2 separate regions of the Gossypium hirsutum genome follow, and region 1 is linked to region 2. A link is a contact called in public Hi-C data. All regions are on one chromosome and are shown on one strand. The core of a region is the stretch at or near the end of the contact, and the rest is flanking DNA. Distances in the headings are between cores, read along the strand shown.

Region 1 (3,737 bases), core at 772-3,271, 190 kb after region 2:
TTGAAGAAGTCGGTCGAATAAATGATCTCAAGAAGTGCTTTGTGTTGAAAGACAAAATTATTCAATTCTATGAAGAAGGGAAAATCGAGTTTGAAGAAAAAGTAGCATCATCAAACTTGAAACCAACCACTACGGTTTCTCAATTCAATATGATGGATAGAACTATAAAATTTGGCTCTTTGGATCCTATTACACCGATTCCAAGAATAAGGAAGATAGCGGATTTCCAAAGGACTGGGGGCAATTGTTTGTTTCTTGAATATCAGAATGATCACGATTGGGCTCTAGCCACATATAAAAAAAGCCAATAAAAAGTAATGCTCCTGGGCATGAGATTAAATTGTCACATTGCTCTAAGTACAAGTTTAAATTGTTCATCCAAAATGTTGATGCTTTTAAACACGAGTTTAAACTATTCAACCTAAATGATCATGTTCTGAAGAATGAGCTTAAATTGTTCATCCAAAATAAATGATGATGCTTCTTAACACGCTTAAACTGTTCGCACAAAATAAATAATGAACCTTCTAAGTATGAGTATAAACTGCTCATCAAAAAAATGATGCTCTTGAGTATGAGCTTAAATTGCAAATCCAAAACAAAATTGAACTACGTTATGACTTGGTCCTTAAAAAATGAGGGTACGTAGACTTCTTTGTTTCATTGCCAAGTTCCATCCAAATGAATATATATATTGATGGCATCCTTTGTAAAAGATCTTCAAAGCTGAAAGCAAAAAAATTTAAGACTTATCTAGAAATTTTGAACCAATCAAAATTCATCATTTGTCATTATTGTTTATCTTTAATTAAATTAAATTTAATTATTAAAGAAATAAATCAAAAAATTAAATCCTTTAAAACTCATTTATAAAGAAATCATATTCTTTTAAAATTATTTTATCTCTAATTAATTAAATTAATATAAAAAATAATAAAAAAAGCATATATTTTAAGATTTGCGTTTTATAACGACGAAGGTCATAACTACCAGAAGAATTGACTTAATTGGGTGATCTATTTCAAGGTAGCATGAATTGATTAAAATTACATAAATTTCATAATTGGGACTTAAGGTTGTTCGAATTTGGGGATGGTAAGTTTAGTGTGAATTTAGATGGACGGTGAATTACACCTGTGGTAGTGTAAAAACAGTGGTGGTGGTTGGATTAGATATTATAGCAATACTGTAACGTGAGACAAAAAGTAAGCTAAACATACTGCATCGCCCATCCAAACCCATACTTAAGAGATAAGGTTCTTCTTTGAAATTCTTTAAACATTAAATGTGTTTTTCAATAATTTTTTAGAGTACTTTTTTTAATAATTAAGATTAAAATATTGTTGAGTTTATATTAAATTTTAAACATTTAAATTACATGATATGCCATGTAATTACTTAAAATTCAATTAATAGATTTTTTGTGTAATTTTTAAAAGTTTTTACATGTCATTAAATCCAAATTGTCAAAGTAGAACTCCACATAATTAGCAATTAACCTTAGAAAACTAATAAAAAAATATTTCTCTTATTCGTAATATACAAAGATTAATTTACTCATTTTTTTAATTAGAGAGATCGACTTGCAATACAAAATATAATAAAGAGACTTTTATTATATTTTTACCCAATATTTTTAAAATTAGACCGGTGGTTGAATTGATTCGTCAATTTAACTGGTTCGACTGATTTTACCGGCCTATCTGATTAATTAAATAAATTATTAAAAAACTAAAAAAAACTAAAAAATATATTAAAAATTTAGTTCCAACACTCGATTCAACTTATTTTTATCAAAATCAATGGGTTCTCGAGTCAACTTATTCAATCCACTTCTCCAAACTAATATTTTGACAAGTTTCTGATTGTCCAAATGGCCAGGTCAGTTTAAACAGCCTTCCTTTTAGGTCAAAATTGTCATTTCCGTCAATTTTATAAGTAGATTTTAAAAAAAACAAAAAACAAAAAACCTTAGCGGTTAGTTAAAGCAAAAGGAAAAAAATGGCGAGGTTGGGAAACGGTTAGAAAATGGTTTTACAAAGAGCAACGTGTCGGTCAGACTAGTGTTTCTCCTCCTTTTCTTCTTCATCCAATCCTTCCCAAACAATAAAAACAAAGCCACCCTACCATTACAGTACCCTTTTTCTTCTCTCTCTCTCTCTCTACAGAATCTATAGCTTCCTTCCTTCACTCCCGTTCCATGCCCAATCGTCTCACATCTGATCTTTAAAACTAATATTTCCCAATACTTGTTTTCTACTTCTTTATTTTTTTATTTTAAAAAAAAAGATAAATGGATTCCCTTCATGATTCATTATCAGCGGCGAATGCCGTCGCCACAAACGGCAACACGGTGCCGCCGTTCCTCAGCAAAACCTACGACGTGGTGGATGATCCATCGACCAACTCCGTTATCTCGTGGAGTAGCGCTAACAACAGTTTCGTTGTCTGGAAAGTGCCGGAGTTTTCAAGGGACCTTCTGCCTAAGTATTTTAAGCACAATAACTTCTCCAGCTTTGTCAGACAACTCAATACTTATGTGGGTATTTCTTTGATTTTGTTCTTTTTGTTCTTTTTTTCTTTTCTATCTTATTGTTATTGTTATTAGTTTTTAGACTTCCAATTCTTTGAACATATGTAGGCTGATTGATGTGTGATTTCTTGAGGTGAATTACGATTTTGAGGTTTAAAGGGGTTCTGAATTCGTTTGGATTTTCACGGTTTTGGTTTTTTCTTTTAATGGAAACTTGGGTTGCTATTATATGGCTTCAAGAAATATACGTAGATGAGATTGAAATGAACTGTGAATAGTTTTAAAGATGAAGTTTCGTGGGAGGAGAGATTTTAGAACCATATTAGTGTTGGATCATGAATTTATGGTATAGTAATTGTCTAAACTGAATTAAATTGGGATATCGATTTGAAATATAGGAACTGGGAATTGCAACCGTAATGTGGTGATTATTTTGTTTAGTATTAATATTAATAACAACAATCTTAAATATTACTTAGTGCATTTCGAAATTGGATATTGGGTAGCTCTTAGCTTATGCAGTTCCTGTTGTTATATAGGATTGTCAATGGCATGCGGATGATTGGTTGAAAACCATTTTCCATGGAATGCACATGCATGCCCAACTAACCATTTTTATATTTTGACCAATTTTACTATCATATAAAATGATACTACTTATTGCAGTTCTTTCCTATTAATCTTATATGTTGAATTTGAATTAAACAAAGTATATTCATATATAGTGTTTCTGCTCTTAGATCAGTAGCTGAAATGTCTTGCGTTTGTTCCATGTGTGCTTTTTATATTGATTTCATGTTTTTGAAACAAATTCTATGTCTTTAATGATGTTTTTTTTGTTTAAAATGCCATCAATTCTGGAGATGCATATATATTCCATGTTTTTACCGCTGTTGATTCTTTTTCTTTGTTCTTGCCATGTTTGATCTAACTACATTTGATCTGAGTAAGATGCTAAATTCAGGGGATTCAGTAAATTGACAATTCATTTCCTGATTTCCTCATGTTAGCTTTTCTTCTTTTGATTTTTCTTTTTCCAAGTTCTTTTGGCTCTGAAAATGTTATTTTAACCAACAAGTGAACTAAAGCATGATCGAGAAACTAGGACAGTATTATTTGTAAGCTTATGTGTTGGAGAGGGTGGATGTTATGGATTGAATTCTTCTGATCACCTTTTCTTCTCCTTGATCTGAAGAACTCATCG
Region 2 (3,711 bases), core at 798-3,297:
CGAATGATATTTGTTGTTCCAACAACGAATATGACATCCTGTTGCTCGGAGCTTGCGATTAGTTCAGGAAATGGGGTGTTACATTAATCCTCTAACTATTTCAAGTTTTCCGGTTAATTGAAAATCGGGTGTTACAGAAACCGATGAGTGTCTTCCCATTGATAATTCTGGGATACCATAATGAGAACTTTCTAACAAAGTAATGAACCTATTGCACAACTGTGTCGTTAGAATCTTGAAGCTTGTTCTTCCGTTCTGACCTCTCGAACTGGAACATATTTTGACCTCCAAGCGCCTTCATCTGTGTTTGCAAACATCGCATATAACTCGAGTATTAGTGATACACTAGTAATATGCGTCTGCACCATTGCCTCAACCCCCTTGCGTCTTTGATATCGAAAGCATCATATTTGACGAGGTTGATCGAAGCACAAAATCGATATTCCAATTATGGTACTTTCATCTGATTGGATCCGACGATTTTTCGCCTAATTCTTCTACGCAGTTTTGGCAATTGTATGTTTGGGTTAAAAGCCAATTGCGTTGTGTTATAAAAAAAACCCCATTCTCGACGTCATGGACTTCATCATCGTAATAAACAATAACATTAATTTATCCACTCATTTTCAACGAAATAACATGTTCCACATGTTCAAAACAAAAACATTATGCAAAAAAATAATGTTGTAATTATATATGAACAACAAAAATAGATCCTTACTTAATGCAAATTGCGTGGTTGCTTCAAATTAAGCCTTATAAAACATCTTGCCAACTTCCTCTTCTTCTTGCAATTTTGTTTGCTCGAAATTGCTTTATGCCACTCAATGCTAAAAACCATCCTTTTATAAAGCCGAGGTGAGTGGAAGTTTGCATGCGCTGAAAGCGTTAGAGGGAAAACGCACCACGTAGGACGTGTTTTCAGTGCATTTCCAGAAATTTGATCAACCTCAACCACCCGTAAAAAATCTGATCAACCTCAACCACCCGTAAAAAATGCACTGAAAGTTCGAAAAAAATGTACCGAAAAATCTGATTGACCTCAACCTCCTGTAAAAAAAATCTGATCAAAACTCAGTTGCATTCGTAAAAATAGAAAAAAATTACAAACTAGAAGTTAATTGAATCGAGGAGTTCGATTTTAGATTATGAATTGAATTAAATGTTACAATTCGAATATATGATTGGTGTAAATACAATTGTTGTAAATATCAAATTAAATAATTATTAACTTTACATCTCAAAAATTATTAAAAATCTAAAGAATATATAAAAAAAAACTTTAAAAATATACAAAACCCTAAACCACTAGAACCTAGAAACCTTAACCTGTTTAAAAAAAATTAAAACCCTAACAATAAAAAATCAGACAAGAAGGAACACACTTCTAACTGGAAGCATTTTTCTATAAATCCGCTAAAAATGCTTCTAATTGGAAGCTTTTTTGTTATTTCGGCCTACTCCAATACTTAAAAAAAATTTAATTTGGTAATTTTAAAAAAAATATTATTTTTGAGAAATTCAATCATAAATGTGATTATTTACCATTATATCAATAGTAATTACTAAATAATTTTTTAAAAACAAATTATTTTATTTAAAATGTTTTCTCTCACTTATATATAACTTATTTATACCATTATTTAAACTCTTAATTGATTGATGTTAAAAGTCAACCGAACACCAATTGATTAAAAAAATTATGAAAATATTAATCTGTATTTTAAAAATTTATATTATTTAAAAGTATCTTAATATTTTATTTTTTATAAAAATTAATAAAAAGTTACAGATTTAAACACATGCTATTTATATAAATAAATCATTTTCTTTTAATCTAATATTTACATTTAATTATATTATAATTTTTTATCACCTCTATATACTGATATATTATTAACTAAATTTAAATTGTTCATGTCATTTATTTATTAGATCTCTATATTCTAATTACGTATTTGACTTTTCCGTATTTTCTCCTTATTCCTTTTTCTTTTCAGTTAACATTTGAGTCTGGACGCAGTAGTACACGTGTTATAAATATATTCAACTTGCCACGTTCTCCTGAAGCTCATATGTATTATTTTCTCACTGCAACTTCTACTTTCCTCAACTTTCTCGTCTTCCAAACAGATCTCCCTCCCAAAAATGTCAAATCTTTCTTCAAAACCCTACCAAATCGGCTACGCTTTAACTCCGAAAAAGGAGCAAACTTTCATCGTACCGTCCCTCCTTTCTCACGCCTCCCAGAATGGCGTTGTTTTAACCAAAATCGACCCCACCAAACCTTTGATCCAACAAGGACCCTTCGATTGCATCCTCCACAAATTGTACGACTCCGACTGGAAACAAAATCTTCAAGACTTCGCTTCCCGAAACCCTAACATCCCCATCATCGCCTCTCCAGAGTCCATCGACATCCTTCGAAACAGAATCTCAATGCTCGAAACTGTTTCGAAACTAAAAATAAACAACACCGGAGTCCCCAAACAAATCACCATTACCGAAGTTACGGGTTTGGAAAATTTGAAACTCAACTTTCCGTTAATCGCGAAGCCGTTAGACGCGGACGGCAGTGAGACGTCGCACAAACTGCACCTCATCTTCGACAAAGATGGGTTAAATAACTTAACGGCGCCGTTTGTTTTGCAGGAGTTCGTTAATCACGGCGGCGTCGTCTTTAAAGTCTACGTGGCCGGCAAATATTTCCGGTGCGTGAAACGGAAGTCGTTACCCGATATTTCGGAGGAGAAACTGGTAAATTTGAAAGGTTCACTGCCGTTTTCGCAGGTCTCGAATTTGGCAGCGGCAGGGGGAGGGGAAGGTTGTAAATTTGAAAAGACGGAAATGCCCCCGGAGAGTTTAGTGAAGGAGTTGGTGGAAGGGTTAAAGGAGGAATTGAGGTTAAATTTGTTTAATTTCGATGTGATTAGGGATGGGAAAAACAAGGAGAATTACCTAGTCATCGATATCAATTATTTTCCGGGGTATGCCAAAATGCCGGATTTTGAGTCTGTCATTACGGATTTTTTACGTGATGTTGTGCACAAGGACATAAACTGCGGGGATAATTGAGGATTGGAGATGCCAAATATAGGTACTTTCTGAATATTTCCAGGTTTTAATAACCTCACATATTGGCATGCTTTGTATCATCATAGACGCATACTTGTTTCCTATATCAAATGTGGGTTTGTTTTGTTCTTGTTTGCTGCAAATTTTGCTCAAATTCTTAAGTAGAGGAACTCAAACTAGTTGTACTTGCCTATATTATTAGAATACAAATATGGGTGATCAAACACAGGGAATCTGGGTGTGAATACAAAGTTTGATTTAGTGGGCTGCCTTGGAGTTTGATAATGGGAGGAGAATAATTCATCATCCAAGCATGCTTTTGCTTTTGCTAGGGATGGACATAAGATAAGTGATATGAACTAGGATTTGAAAGGAATATTGATGGTGGAAAGACCCAATTTAGTTTGGTTTCTGTCACTTGTTAGCTGAAGTTCCTTTGTCCCATATTCTTGTATTATGTCATACTTAAGCTGTTGACTTAATTACCATTTTGCCTTACCAATCATGTTTTGACACAATTTAGTCCTTAATCCTTAATCATTACACTTTTCATAATTATTTCTTTCAAATAATCACCATTTTGTCCTTTTAACTTTTTCTATACTACCATGTATGATTTATTCTTTCTTTTGGCAA

Evidence for each region. A called contact is a pair of places that touch in the nucleus more often than the background predicts.
Region 1: a Hi-C map of leaf shows a contact between it and region 2, with 2.1 times the contacts expected there. The contact joins the promoter of LOC107950548 here to the promoter of LOC107950542 in region 2. A contact is called at or near these places in 7 of 34 Hi-C or Micro-C datasets (hypocotyl, leaf and petal).

What each region holds. Positions count from the first base shown.
Region 1 is chrD03:8,506,971-8,510,707 of Gossypium_hirsutum_v2.1, reverse strand. It overlaps LOC107950548 (heat stress transcription factor A-1b-like), which reads left to right and starts at 2,021. Exons shown (of 2, transcript NM_001327573.2): 1 at 2,021-2,539. The coding sequence starts at 2,294.
Region 2 is chrD03:8,695,689-8,699,399 of Gossypium_hirsutum_v2.1, reverse strand. It overlaps LOC107950542 (inositol-tetrakisphosphate 1-kinase 1), which reads left to right and starts at 2,047. Exons shown (of 2, transcript XM_016885413.2): 1 at 2,047-3,097. The coding sequence starts at 2,149. The coding sequence ends at 3,075. LOC121215336 (a long non-coding RNA gene) reads right to left here and starts at 984. Exons shown (of 2, transcript XR_005911146.1): 1 at 722-984; 2 at 1-581.